2 separate regions of the Sus scrofa genome follow, and region 1 is linked to region 2. Evidence: chromatin contacts called from public HiChIP or PLAC-seq data. All regions are on one chromosome and are shown on one strand. The core of a region is the stretch at or near the end of the contact, and the rest is flanking DNA. Distances in the headings are between cores, read along the strand shown. Region 1 overlaps MYO10 (unconventional myosin-X). Region 2 overlaps MYO10 (unconventional myosin-X).

Region 1 (6,619 bases), core at 2,712-5,211, 78 kb before region 2:
GGAGGATATCATACCAAGATTCTGTTCCATCCCTCTGTTTTTTTTGTTTTGGTTTGGTTTGGTTTGGTTTGGTTTTTTTGGCTGTGCCTGCAGCATGTGGAAGTTCGAGGGCCTGGGGTCGAATCCACAGCAGAGCAGTGTTCTGAGCCATGGCAGTGATGACGCCAGGTCCCTAACCCACTGCTCCACCTGGAACTGTCCTATTCCTCTTTATCACTTAGCATTCATGCGGAAAGACTGGAGCATTTGCGCAGAGTGCAGCTTGGAGGGGGAGGTCTTGGAAGCATGCCGCCTGGGTGTGGATGACTATGTTTGTTGATGTCCTGCTGCTTGCTGGGCATGTGACCTATGGCAGCTTCCCATGAATGGACTGGATTTGACGATCACCATTCAGTGCCTAATGCTCCTCTTTGCAAAATGGGTTTGGTCATTACTGTCTTAGCTTGGGCAGCTGTCACCAAATACCACACGCTGGGTGGGCTTGAACAACAGGCTTTTATTTTCTTCTGGTTCTAGAGACTAGATGCCTGAGATTGAGGTGCTGGCAGATTTGGTTTCTGATGAGGCCTCTCTTCCAGTCTTGCAGAGGACTGGCTTCTGGTTGTGCCCTCACATGAATGCAGGAAGAGAGAAAAAGAGCCTGTGGGCATGAGTGAGGTCTCATATAAGGACACGAATCCCGTTGGATCAGGGCATCACCCCTGTGACCTGATTTAACCCTCAAATAAAATTTCAGCCTCATTAAACAGTCATTCCCTATTTACCTCTGCCCTTGGAAACCACCAGCTTGCTTTCTATCTCTGTGAATTTACCTATCCTGGATATCTCGTTTATTTTTATTTTATTTTATTTTATTTTTGTCTTTTTAGGGCTTTACCCACAGCATATGGAGGTTCCCGGGCTGGGGTGGAATTGGAGCTGTAGCCACTGGCCTGCACCACAGCCACAGCAATGCCACAACGTCTGAGATGTACATTATAGCTCATGGCAAGCCAGATCCTCAACCCACTGAGGAAGGCCAGGGATCGAACCTGTGTCCTCATGGATACTAGTCAGATTCATTTCCACTGAGCCATGACGGGAACTCCTCAGATATCTCATTTAAATGATGTTGTACAATGTGTGATCTGTGTTTTTTGTTCATTTACTGTGGTTTTGAGTTTCATTTGGTAGCGTGTATCAGTACTTCATTCCACTTTATAGCTGAGTAATATTTCAGTTTTGGCTCTGATTTTATATAAATAAATTTTTTGTGTATAAAACACAGCATGTAAAAAGCCTACATATGTATTTATGTAATTTATTTATCTAACCTGTATACATCTATACTTATTTGTGTTGATTTCTGTCTGGCAAGAGTCCTACATTTAGAGACAGGAATGGATAGACTTCTGTGTCCTTGGAGTACAGTGTCGGAGTGCTTTAACACGGGCCCCTCTGTGTACATCTCTTTTCAGTTGGCTTAACTAATAAAGGTATTGGACATGGTTTGTCCATACCCCACCCCCGCCCCACCTAAATAAGCCAAAGGTAAAACAAAAGCATCTTTAGAAAACCTCATTGTAACTTCTTTCCAGGGAGCCTGAGGCTCCTCCTCTGACTGTCAGTTTAGTTTGCTCTTGTGTGTGATTTAGCAGGCATGATCACACAGGCCTATGTTAGTCTCATCATGTGCCTTAAGTATTGCCAGATGATAGGAATTGACAGCTTTTCTGCTTAGAACTGCTTAAGAGAATATTTGGTGGGCCTTGCTTTAGTTTTAAGTGAGTCATTTCACTTTTTTACACTTTTAATGATAGGTAGAGATAAGTTTTTTTTTTCTTTCTTCTTCTTCTTTTTTTTTTTTTTTTGCTTTTTAGGGCCACACCTGCAGCACATGGAAGTTCCTAGGCCAGGGGTCACATTGGAGCTGTAGCCGTTGGCTTATGCCAGAGCCACAGCAATGCCAGATCTGAGCTGTATCTGCAACCCACACCACAGCTCAAGGCAACGCCGGATCCCCAACTCACTGACCCTGCAATATGGTTCCTACTCAGATTCGTTTCTGCTGAACCACAACGGGAACTCCAAGATAAGTTTTAACATTACATTTTAAAGTCATATTTAAGCGTAGAAGAGTGAAATCACGTGAATATGTGCTCATTGCATCTTCTCAGCAGCTGATATCTGGAAATGCCAAAGAAGGGATTTCCCATGCATTTCCCATACTAGATACATTAAGATACATTAAAAAATGAAACCATAAGTATACTTTGCTTGCCTGTTCCGTGGGTGTTTGGTTTGGTTTTGGTTTTGGTTTTTTTTGAAGAGGTAGTCTGTATCTCCTTCTGTAAGTGTTGCAGCATAAAAGGTTTTTCGATATTGTCTGCATAATCCTTTGGGGTATGGTAGCAGCATTTGGGCCGTATGTAGGAATGGATGAAATTGTCCAGTGATGGAGTTCCCATTGTGGCTCAGCAGTTAACGAACCCAACTAGTATCCGTGAGGATGCAGGTTCAATCCCTGGTCTTCCTCAGTGGGTTAAGGATCCGGCCTCACCATGAGCTGTGGTGTAGGTTGCAGATGTGGCTGGGATCCAGCATTACTGTGCCTGTGTGGGCTGGCAGCTTCAGCTCTGATTAGACCCCTGGCCTGGGAACCTCCATGTGCTGCAGGTGCAGCCATTAAAAAAAGACCAAAAAAAAAAAAAAATTGTCCAGTGGTTTTTCATTTTCTAGGAAATCACTCGAAATGAAAACACCATCGCCAGTGATGGGTCAGTCATCAGGTTGGGTGATCAGTGCTCATTTCTTTGGTACTTGTCTTAATAGTTGATACTTTCAGAGTTCCCGTCGTGGCTCAGTGGTTAACAAATCCGACTAGGAACCATGCAGTTGCAGGTTCGATCCCTGGCCTCGCTTGGTGGGTTAAGGATCCGGCATTGCCGCATTGCCGTAAGCTGTGGTGTAGGTTGCAGACGTGGCTTGGATCCCGCGTTGCTGTGGCTCTGGAGTAGACCGGTGGCTACAGGTCCGATTCGACCCCTAGCCTGGGAACCTCCATATGCCACAGGAGCTGCCCTAGAAAAGGCAAAAAAAGATAAAAATAAATAAATAAATAAGAAATAGTTGATACTTTCTCCCTTGGTGTTTCCCAGTCTTTGTTGTGCAACTTTGTGGTGTGGTTTTCCCAGTCCTCTGATTCCTCCTTGGCTGGTTTGCACCCTCTCCCACTTGAGGGGCAGAGTCGTGTAATATCAACAGCTCTGCTCCGGAATGACTTCTGTTTTGACTCCTGGCTCCATGTGTGATAAAGTTACAAAGAAGCAGGCAAAGAGCAGAAACAGAGGGAGTGAACGTTTTTCAAGCTCCTCTCAGAAATCTTGAAGGCTTCTTGAATGCAGATAGTTTTTTCCACGTTAACCCAGGGAGTTGAGAGGAGAGGGACTGCTGGTTTGGAAGTGCTGGGATGGTTGAAGGTGTCGGTGTTGGCGGAGACCTTCAAGGTGGAGGTGGAGGAGGAGGAAGCTTGGAGGGATGATGATAAAGTGGTTCTGGCCACACTGGCTTCTGATGTCCAATCCTTAGTTGTGAATGAGTTCAAACTGCTTTGGGGTGGCATGTCAGTGGGCCTGAAACGGTTTTCTTCCCTTTTGACCAGTGGCTCCCTCGAGGGGGCTAATTTTGGCCCCAGGGGATATTTGACAAGGTTTGCTGAGTTTTGCTTGTCACGACTAAGCGTGGGGGTTATGTAATGAGTAGAAGCCGGGAATGCTGCTAAATTTCTTCCTGCACAGGACAGCCCCCACACCAAAGACTTAGCTGCCTCAGTTGTCAGTGTTGCTGAGGTTGAAACACCTGCAGTTGAGGCCTTCCTGAAGTCAGGGGTGCTCCTTCCTGTAGCCCTCATTCCAGTCTGTAGTGGTGGCAGGTGGCGGGGAGCCATTCTGGTCCCTTCAGAAGTCTGCTGGTGGCCCAAGGCTGGGCTAGCAGCTGTTGTGTCAGGTGGCGGGTGCCCTCAGGGCTTATAAAAGATGTCGGCTGTGTGTGAGCAATACTTAGCACTTCTGTGAAAATGCCAAGCAATCCTGTTGCTTTTCACAGAGCCTCTAGCTGAGGATGTGTCTGTCCTTATTGAAGGGGGCTTCTCTTCCTTTTTCTTCCCCTTTTAATTCACTGTGGAAGATAGGGAACAGGAAGTCTGACTTGACAATTGCCAGATTGTTCTCCCTCCTCAGATATCACTTTGTTAACAGGCTGCTCTTAACTCCCCATGGCTCTCACCAGGACCCAGAGGACCCCTACATTGTCTGCCTGGGGGTCAGCGTAAGGGATGGTTTGTGTGCGGCCAGTTAGTTAATCTTTGAAATCAGGAGTTAAATTTCTTAGTTCAACCCCTGGCGAGTTTATTCTCTAAAGCAAACAACAGATGATCACTTGGCATCGTTGGGCTCCCAGGAGCCATAAGACATATTTGAAAGTGGGTCGCCTCTAAGGTAATAGTGTCTTGTGCTTTAGCTGACCTCTGCAGCCCTTTTGTGCTTAGTGGCCTTTGTCAATCAGAGGACCTGAAATAGGCCTGTTACCCTGGCAGGTGGGGTTTTTTTTTGAGAGGGGGGCACACCCCACAGCTTATGAAAGTTCCCAGGCTAGGGGTTGAATCAGAGCTGCAGCTACCGGCCTATGCTACAGCCACAGCAACACCAGATCTGAGCTGCATCTGTGACCCACACCGCAGCTCTCAGCAGTGTCGGGTCCTTAACCCACTGGGCAGGGCCAGGGATTGAACCCACATCCTCACGGACGCCAGTTGGGTTCGTTACCGCTGAGCCACAACAGGAACTCCTGTTTTTTTTTGTTTTTAATTGGAGAGTGGCTGGGCTTGGGATCGGAGAGGCTTTCTTCTGCTGCCCCTCATCTCCCTGCCCGCCTGCCCTCTCTCCTATTGACAGGAGTGGAACTCTGGCCCCAAGATGAGTCACAGTTGGGAAGAGGGTTTCAGGGTCAGTAAGGGAGATGATTATCCTGAGAAAATAACAGTTTTGCAGAACGAGACCAGACAAATGTATGAGGTCAAATACACTAAATTCTTGAAAGTATTTCCTTTGGAGGGCTTGGAAACCAGTTTTCAGGTTTGCTGAAAGCCGGTCAATCCATCGCTAGAAAAAAGGATCTAGACCGCCCTCCACAGCAAGTGTGATTCATTGCTTTGTGTTAGTGCATGAGATGCGTGAGACTCTTCTTGTTCACAGTGGCTCTGGGCTGCTCTCAGGCAGTTTGTGTTTTAAGTGACTGAGTGATATTAAACTTGGAGTTCCCAGCCCGGCTTTGCTGCTGCAGGACTTCAGCTCTGGAATACAGATCCTCCCATTTGAACACACAATTCCCCTTTGTATTTTTATCGGCCCTTCTTGTGCCATTTATCTCTCTCTGCATTTTATTATGGCTGTTTTCTGTATTTACTAGCTTTGTCTCTGATTAGATTAAACTCTTGGAAAGCAGACTGTTTTTTATCCCTTTTCAGGCTGTTGGGTCAGGTTCTCTGAGCCAGGTGCTGGGCTGGGCTAGGCTGCTTTAGTAATATTCCCTTATTTAACCCCTTAATTGTTTAGCATTGGCGTTTTTGTACAGTAGTGGCTCAGGAAAGCTAAGTGACCGGAGAGGCAGAATTCTGTAAGATGAGGAGGAGGACTTGCCTGGGTAACTTACGGGATGTAAGTTACATGTTATAAAGCCTTTTTTTTTTTTAGGAGTTCCTGTCCTGGCTCAGTGGAAAGGAATCTGATTAGCATCCATGAGGACCAAGGTTTGATCCCTGGCCTCCCTCAGTGGGTTAAGGATCCGGCATTGCCATGAGCTGTGGTGTAGGTTGCAGATGTGGTTCGGATCTGGTGCTGGTGTGGTTGTGGTGTAGGGTGGCGGCTATAACTCTGATAAGACCCCTAGCTTGGGAACCTCCATATGTCTCAGGTGCGACCCTAAAAGACATAAAAAGCTTTTTTTTTTTTTTTTTTTTTTTTTTAAAAGAGAAAAACCTTTCTCACCACTTGTTCACTCTGGGACATTGGGCAGGATTTTTAGTGGCTCTGTGCCTTGTTGCTCACATCTGTTGAATGGGGGCATTATTCATTACTCGTTCTTAAGGCCTTAGAGTTAAACCAGTTGGTGCACTTGAAGTGCTTAGAATGGCAGCTGGCACTTGGTCAGGGGGTCTCCTGTTACTGTTATTTTCCAAGGTTACTCAGCCACTGGGGAGATTGGAATCTGGTTTCCTGGATTCCGAAGCCCATGTCCTTGTCATTGAATTCTGTGACCTCCTGACCCTGGCTCAGTGCCTTGTCAGCCAACAAGGGCTAAGTCAACATTTATAGCAATGTCGAGTGAGTGAATGCATTTGGAATTTGGGTGGTGGTGGTTCTTCAGGTACAGTGCATTTGCTTAAAGGGGACAGTCTTCCATGGGATTCACGAAAGAAGTAGCACCAGGCCAGTGTTCTGGAAAATCCTTTTGGACAACCTTCACCTGGGTGAAAAAACAAATGGCTTCTCAGATCAGTCATTTTCCATGTGGAAAATACGGCTTCATGAAGATCTGGCTCTAGAGGCTTCCAGGGAGCCACGGCACTGTGGGGTGGCAGAGT
Region 2 (6,662 bases), core at 2,393-4,892:
GGGTCCTCAACCTGCTATGTGCCACAGGGGGAACTCCCTGAAGGTTCTCAGCTTTTAAAGATTGTGTGATTAGATTGAGCTCACCTGGATAATCCCCAGTATCAGCGTTTATAGCTTTAACCCTATCTTCAGAGTCCCTTTGCCTGCAGTATCACATGACTGTAGTCACAGGTTCTGGGGATTAGGTGTGACCTGGTCTGGGCGCACCCAGTCTGTGGTTCTGGGGGTTGGTGGGGCAGGGAGTGGCTGTCACTCTGCCTGCCAGGTGCCCTCCTCTGATTCATACTACTGGGGTGGCGCTTCCCCAGCACTCTGGATCTTGCATTATTTGCCAGCTGTCTGGTCTCAGTGACACAGGTTGCTGGTAAGCAGACCCATCTATGGTAGGAGGGGTCTTTTGTTTTGTGCTAAGAAGGACCATTAACTTTTTTTTTTTTTTTTCCCCTTGAGGGCCAGCCTTATTGTCTGAGGACATTACCAGACCCCAGTCAAATATTCCTTCTAGCATTTAGTATCCTCTACTACAGTGTGGGTGGAGGAGTTCCCCTCGTGGCTCAGCAGAAACAAACCTGACTAGTATTCATCAGGATGCAGGTTCGATCGCTGACCTCGCTCAGTCGGCTGGGGATCCAGCATTACCGTGAGCTGTAGTGTACCTTGCAGACGTGGCTTGGATCTGGCGTTGCATAGCCGTGGCATAGGCTGGAAGCTGCAGCTACAAATTGACCTCTAGCCTGGGAACCTCCATATGCTGTGGGTGTGGCCATAAAAAAAAAAAAAGTGTGGGTGGAGAGCTGTGAAGGGGTAAAGCAAGCATTCAGTAAACATATCAAAACTGGGCCCACTTTTCTCTACTCCCCTCCTCTTGAGCTTTGTTTTCACAATTTTCCATGTCATTTAAAGCAGTTTTTTAAACAAGATCAACCCCTATAACTGATGGGGCTGTGTTACAGTAAAATGGCACGGGAAGGCTTTAGGAACTTTGCTAACCTTTGTACCCCTCTCCCCACTTATCTAATGCCACCAGCCTCCACCCCCCCACCCCACCCCTGCAAATGACTGCATCCACAGCATATAGAAGTTTTGGGGCCAGGGATTGAATCTGATCCATAGCTGCAGCAATACCAGGTCCTTTAACCTGCTGTGCCCAGCTGGGCATGGAATCTGTGTCTCCAAAGCAACAGGAGCTACTGCAGTTGGGTTCTTAACTCACTGTGCCACAATGGGAACTGCTAATACCACCAGCTCTTTTTCTATTTTATTTTGTTTCTTTTTATGGTCACACCTGCAGCATATGGAAGTTCCTGGGTCAGGAGTTGAATTGGAACTGCAGCTGTGGCCTACACCACAGCCATGGCAACACCCGATCCGAGCTGCATCTGCCACTTATACCGAGCTTGTGGCGACACCAGGTTCTTAATCCTCGGAGCAAGGCCCGAGATCAGACCCATGTCCTCGCTGGGGCAATGTCCGATCCTTAACCTGCTGTGATGCAGCAGGAACTCCCAATACCACCAGCCCTTTATTTGGAAAGCTCCTTCTGGGCACAGAGGCTGTGCACACTTCTGCATCAGTGTCTGTGGGTCTTTGTGACCCCAGCCTTGCTGCTGGTCCTGTTTGGCTCTGATGCTTGAGTTCGAGCAGCTCTGCTCTTTCTGGAGCTGCCTTGCAGGAGCTCCTGCTTCACACCCCAGTGCTCCATTCCCTTCCTGGAGCCCCAGGCTCTCGTGCCCAATGCTCCACCTTGTCAGCCTTCTCCACCCTCCAGTGACTCTCTGGATGAGAACTCTGCTCCGTACCTCAGTTCCCCACCTGGACTCCACCCTAAACCTCTTGTCTCTGGGCTTTCTGCCACCATGGGGCTGGCCCTGGGGAGAGGCTCTCAGGAGTCCAACCCACCTTTGTCTCTTCCTGCTACTGAAGAGATCTGATGGGGACAAGTGCCCATACCTGGAAGTCCCTGGAGAGGCAGGATTTGTGTTGTTGATCAGAAGTGGGGAGGCGGAACAGGGAGGTGGGGGGAGAATGCTGGAGAATGCTGGAGCTGGCCGTGCGGACCCTACAAAGGCGGAATTAGAGTCGGTTAGAAGCAAAGGCGAGGGAGATGGAGAGATGAGAAGGCATTGGGTGTGATGGCCTCACTCAAGTGGGAGAAGGCTCCTTTGCTTGTGCAATCTGCTGTTTGTTGGGGAGCAATTAGCGGATGTTAGTGTGGTGGATAGGCAAGGGTCAGGACACTCTTAAAAGCCATGGTTCTCGACCACGTGCGGTGACCCAGGGGGCCTTTGGCAGCATCTGGAGGCACTTTGGGCTGCCATAGCCAGGGCAGAGGATGCTGATGGCATCTAGTAGGTAGAGGCCAGGGATCCGCCCAACATCCCACAGTGCACAGGATGGCCCCACCGCAAAGAGCCTTCTGGCCCAAGATGTCATAGTTATGAGAACCCCTTCCTGACTTAAAGCTGGTCAGCAGCATTTGGGCTTGGTGGTAGAGAGGCCACCCATTTTATTTTGGCCATCCCTCAACATATGGAGTTCTGGGCCAGGGATCAGATCCAAGCTGCAATTGCAGTCTGTGCCACAGCCCTGGTAACGCCTCATCCTTGACCCAGTGTGCTGGGCTGGGGATCGAACCTGCGTCCCAGCACTGCAGATTCACCACCCATTCCATTGTGGCACAGCAGGAACTCTGAAGACATCATCTCTGTCAAAGGCTTATGAAGAGAGAATTTCCCCGAGGAAACACTTAGAAGGGTTGCCAAGGGAAGTGATGAGATAGACTGTATAGAGGGTGCCGGGCTGAGAGAGTGTTGTGATAATTCAGAAGAGAAGAGGTGAGGGTTTGGGACCAGAGATGGCGATGAGCGAGAGGAAATGAAACAGGAGCTGTGCTGGGGCCGGGGCTGTGTGTGAAGGAGGCAGGGCTGCCTGTGGTGACTCCCAACCTGGTCAGGGACCCCTGGCTAGGAGAGCCTGTTGCCAACAGCCCAGGCAGCTCCCGCAGGAGAGGAGGGTTGAGAAACCAGCTGGGTTTGGGGTGCCTGTTGCCTTGTGTTCTCCAGAGTCTGGATCATTTCGGGTTTGGTACCTGGCCTCTGAGCACGGCGAGGACAGAGCAGAGGAGGTGTGTGTCACGGTGACCATCAGCTGTGTTCAGGGTGGAGCAAGGCTCTGTGTGATGCCGCAGTTTTCTGCCCAGTGGAAGAGGAAGACACGGGCTCTCGCTGTGGGGTTTGTGGCGCCCTGGCTTAAGGTGATGCGGGAGCCTCCTCGCCCAGCTCGTGGGAATGACTGGAAACCACATCAGGGAGAGGGCCTCTGGGAACCTCAGAGCCCTGCCGCAGTGTTGGCACTGGGGCTCTGGTTCCAGAGGAGGCCAGGCTTGGTCCTCCCCAACTGGTCCACCCCACCCCGTGGGTTGTTGGTCTTGCTGAACAAATGGGGTGGAGCTGCGAATCAGAGGAGCCCATTTTAAGAAGTGGGGCTGAGTCTAAAGATAACTGCTTGTGTCAGCACCGAAGATGCTTCACAGCTCATGTATTTTGAGGCTGTCCTGAAAATATCCTCCTCTGGTTAGGTGGCCATTCCAGACCGAGTCTGTAGACGTGTTTGCTGTTGTTCCTGAATTAACTTGGAAGCCTGCGGGGAGGTGGCAGGCTGCCTGCGGTGTTGACAGTGGGCACACCAGGGCCTGGGGTTCGCTGATGTGCGCCTGCAAATTTAAACCTGCGATTCATTTCCTTGAGTCCTGTCTTCCCACAGTGGCTTTTTGGGGGAGTTGTTTTCCGTCCCCTTTCAAAGCCAGTGTCAAGTAACAGGGTGCCCCTCACCGGATGGCTAGTGGGCTTTGCGTTTGTCTCATACCGGGAACAGCTGAATACAGTGTGGTTTGTCAGGGTTGGCTTTTTTTTTTTTTTTTTTTTTTTTTCTTCACATGAAATCAAGACTGGTGTTGCCAAAAGATGATTGTAACCATCTGTCTGACTCTATGTATTTTTAAACTTTACCAAACATTTATGCTCTCGAGTTGCCATTTCCACATCAGCACATGATGCTGGCAATTAGGAACTTTGTTTTTGTTAATTTTTTTTTTTTTTCTTCTCTTTCCTGCCTCTTTTGGGTCAGACTCCTTTCAACAAGGAGGGAGTGTGAGTCAGAAATTCACTCCAATTAAACAAATGTCACTTCTAAATTTAAGAGCTTGACTCGAGTAACTTCTCGAGTTGTTGGCTGTGATCTCTAGCTTTCTTTTCAGCGAACTTGAACGCTTAACTGTTTTGATTGTTTGCCTGGAACAGTGACGGCAAACAGCTTTGTGAGGGCAGAGGTGGGGGAAGGGGGCACTGCACACAGTTAAAGCGGGAACTTAATTGGTGGATTGATAGTTGAAGTGATCCTGACATGCCTCCATGGATTCTGCCCTGCATGTGGGCCAGGCTGTGTGTGAGGCTCCAAGGATGCAAAATTACTCTTGTTCCCAGTAACCGTGTCTTGAAAGATTGAATAAGTGAAAGGCACTGCCCTTCTGGGATCTCCTGGTTTACTGGTGGAGGCAGACACAGCAATCCTTTGACAATAGCTTAGGGCAATGAGTGTGATCAAAATACTGGGACAGATAGAGTGACCCCTCAGAGGAGGAGGTGAGAGGGGGTCAGAAAATGATTCCTGGAGTTCCCACTGTGCCTCAGCAGCTTAAGGACCTGACATAGTCTCCGTGAAGATGTGGGTTTGATTCCTGGCCTTGTTCGGGGTTAAGGAGCTGGCATTGGGGTGGCTGTGGCATAGGCCTCAGCTGTAGCTTGGATTTGACCCCTGGCCCAGGAACTCCCATATGCTGTAGGTGCAGCCTTAAAAAGAAAAAAAAGAAAGAAAGAGGAGTTCCCATCGTGGCTCAGTGGTTAACAAATCCAACTAGGAACCATGAGGTTGTGGGTTCGATCCCTGGCCTCGCTCACTGGGTTAAGGATCCGGCATTGCCGTGAGCTGTGGTGTAGGTCGCAGACGTGGCTCGGATCCCTCATTGCTGTGGCTGCGGCATAGGCTGGCGGCTACAGCTCCGATTAGATCCCTTAGCCTGGGAACCTCCATATGCCGCAGGAGCGGCCCTAGAAAAGACAAAAAGACAAAGAAAGAAAGAAAATGATTCCCTATTGAGGTACTGCTTGCAAGAGTTTGAAAGCATTGAAGGGGAGTTCAGCCAAGAGGAAGGGTGGGTCAGTCCTGGCAGAGGATTAGAAGAGGCTAAAAATAGCATGATGTGTTTGTCCAGCTGCCAGGCATGCAGATGCTACAGTGAAGGTTGCATGCTGCTGGCCGGCAAAGCGGTCAGAAGCAGGTGAGGAAGGGCGCTGTGCATAAGTGAATGACCTTGAATTCCTTTGGGAAGGTTGGTAGGGAACAACGTCAAAGTTGAGTTCTGGGCCACCCTCCTCTGGCTACAAGGAGGAGAGATGACCAGCAAACCAGATGGGAAATGATGGGATTCGCAGCCAGTCCTGCGGGGAGCTGGAGTCTTGAGATATACTAAGAGGTAGGATCTAGGTGTTTGATTGAGTTTGAAGGGCAGTAGGCTGAATTCGACAGGATGACTCCTGGATTTCTGGATCCATCATTTGGGTAGATTGTGGTGCCGCTGTCAGGATGTGACTATTTGAGAAGAAACAGGTGTTTCGAGGAGCTCAGCCTTGTTCATGCTGCATTCGCGCTTGGGGGCACAGATGAGGATGGCCAGCAGGCTGTTAGTATTCAGATCTGCCATTTAAAACAGAAGCTGCATTCAAGGTAAAGGTTTGGGGAGGTAAGTCATGGCTATGGTTAGCTGGGATGATGGCGAGAGCAGGGAAGGGGAGAGTAGTGGGTGGGGAGGAAATGGAGCTGGTGGTTCCCTCTTTTTTTTTTTTTTTGTTTGTTTTTTTTTTTTTGTCTTTTTGGTCTTTTGTTGTTGTTGTTGTTGTTGCTATTTCTTGGGCCGCTCCCGCGGCATATGGAGGTTCCCAGGCTAGGGGTTGAATCGGAGCTGTAGCCACCGGCCTACGCCAGAGCCACAGCAACGCGGGATCCGAGCCGCGTCTGCAACCTACACCACAGCTCACGGCAACGCCGGATCGTTAACCCACTGAGCAAGGGCGGGGACCGAACCCGCAACCTCATGGTTCCTAGTCGGATTCGTTAACCACTGCGCCACGACGGGAACTCCGGTTCCCTCTTTTTAACAAGTCCTTCCCCCCTTAGGAAAGTCATGGCACTGACCTGAGCCAGTTTCCCTGGTGCATTTCAGATCACTTGCTCTATATCCAGCTTTTCAAGACCACGTGATGGACAGCCATTGTAGCTTTCTTTTCATTAACAAAAACAGCGATTAATACTTGGGACTTGTATGACACTCTCACTTGGTGGTGGGGGTAGCAGAGGATCTGTTGCTGTTACTGATCGGAATCTCAGGCCCAGACGGGTGAAGTAGTGCATCAGGGAAGGTAGGTCCAGGCTGAGGACCTGAGGTCTTGACCTGCCAGAGCCTTGGCTGTCTCCATTATTTCTTCCAGTGTTGGAAGAGTGACTTCTTGACGGTAACGTGGATCCTTTCAGTTTACCAGCAGAATGCAGCTGTGGCCACCGGGTCACTTTATGTGTTCTATTTTTTGTTTTGTTTTTGTCTTTTTTTT

What was found. HiChIP or PLAC-seq counts read pairs in DNA pulled down with a chosen protein or histone mark.
Region 1: a contact with region 2 is called in an H3K27ac HiChIP or PLAC-seq map of skeletal muscle. The contact joins two enhancer-like sites. A contact is called at or near these places in 2 of 47 Hi-C or Micro-C datasets (fetal skeletal muscle and skeletal muscle) and 1 of 2 datasets of contacts at active chromatin or transcription factors (skeletal muscle).

What each region holds. Positions count from the first base shown.
Region 1 is chr16:6,114,228-6,120,846 of Sscrofa11.1, reverse strand. The region is part of intron 1 of MYO10 (unconventional myosin-X); the gene reads left to right. Among named protein-coding and RNA genes, the nearest start is that of MYO10, 28 kb to the left of the region's middle. Within about 2 kb of position 3,961, at least 16 of the 83 cell types and tissues checked have an H3K27ac peak or open chromatin away from gene starts, as enhancers often do. A contact at or near this core is called in fetal skeletal muscle and skeletal muscle, where this site is marked.
Region 2 is chr16:6,035,656-6,042,317 of Sscrofa11.1, reverse strand. The region is part of intron 3 of MYO10 (unconventional myosin-X); the gene reads left to right. Among named protein-coding and RNA genes, the nearest start is that of MYO10, 110 kb to the left of the region's middle. Within about 2 kb of position 3,642, at least 23 of the 83 cell types and tissues checked have an H3K27ac peak or open chromatin away from gene starts, as enhancers often do. A contact at or near this core is called in fetal skeletal muscle and skeletal muscle, where this site is marked.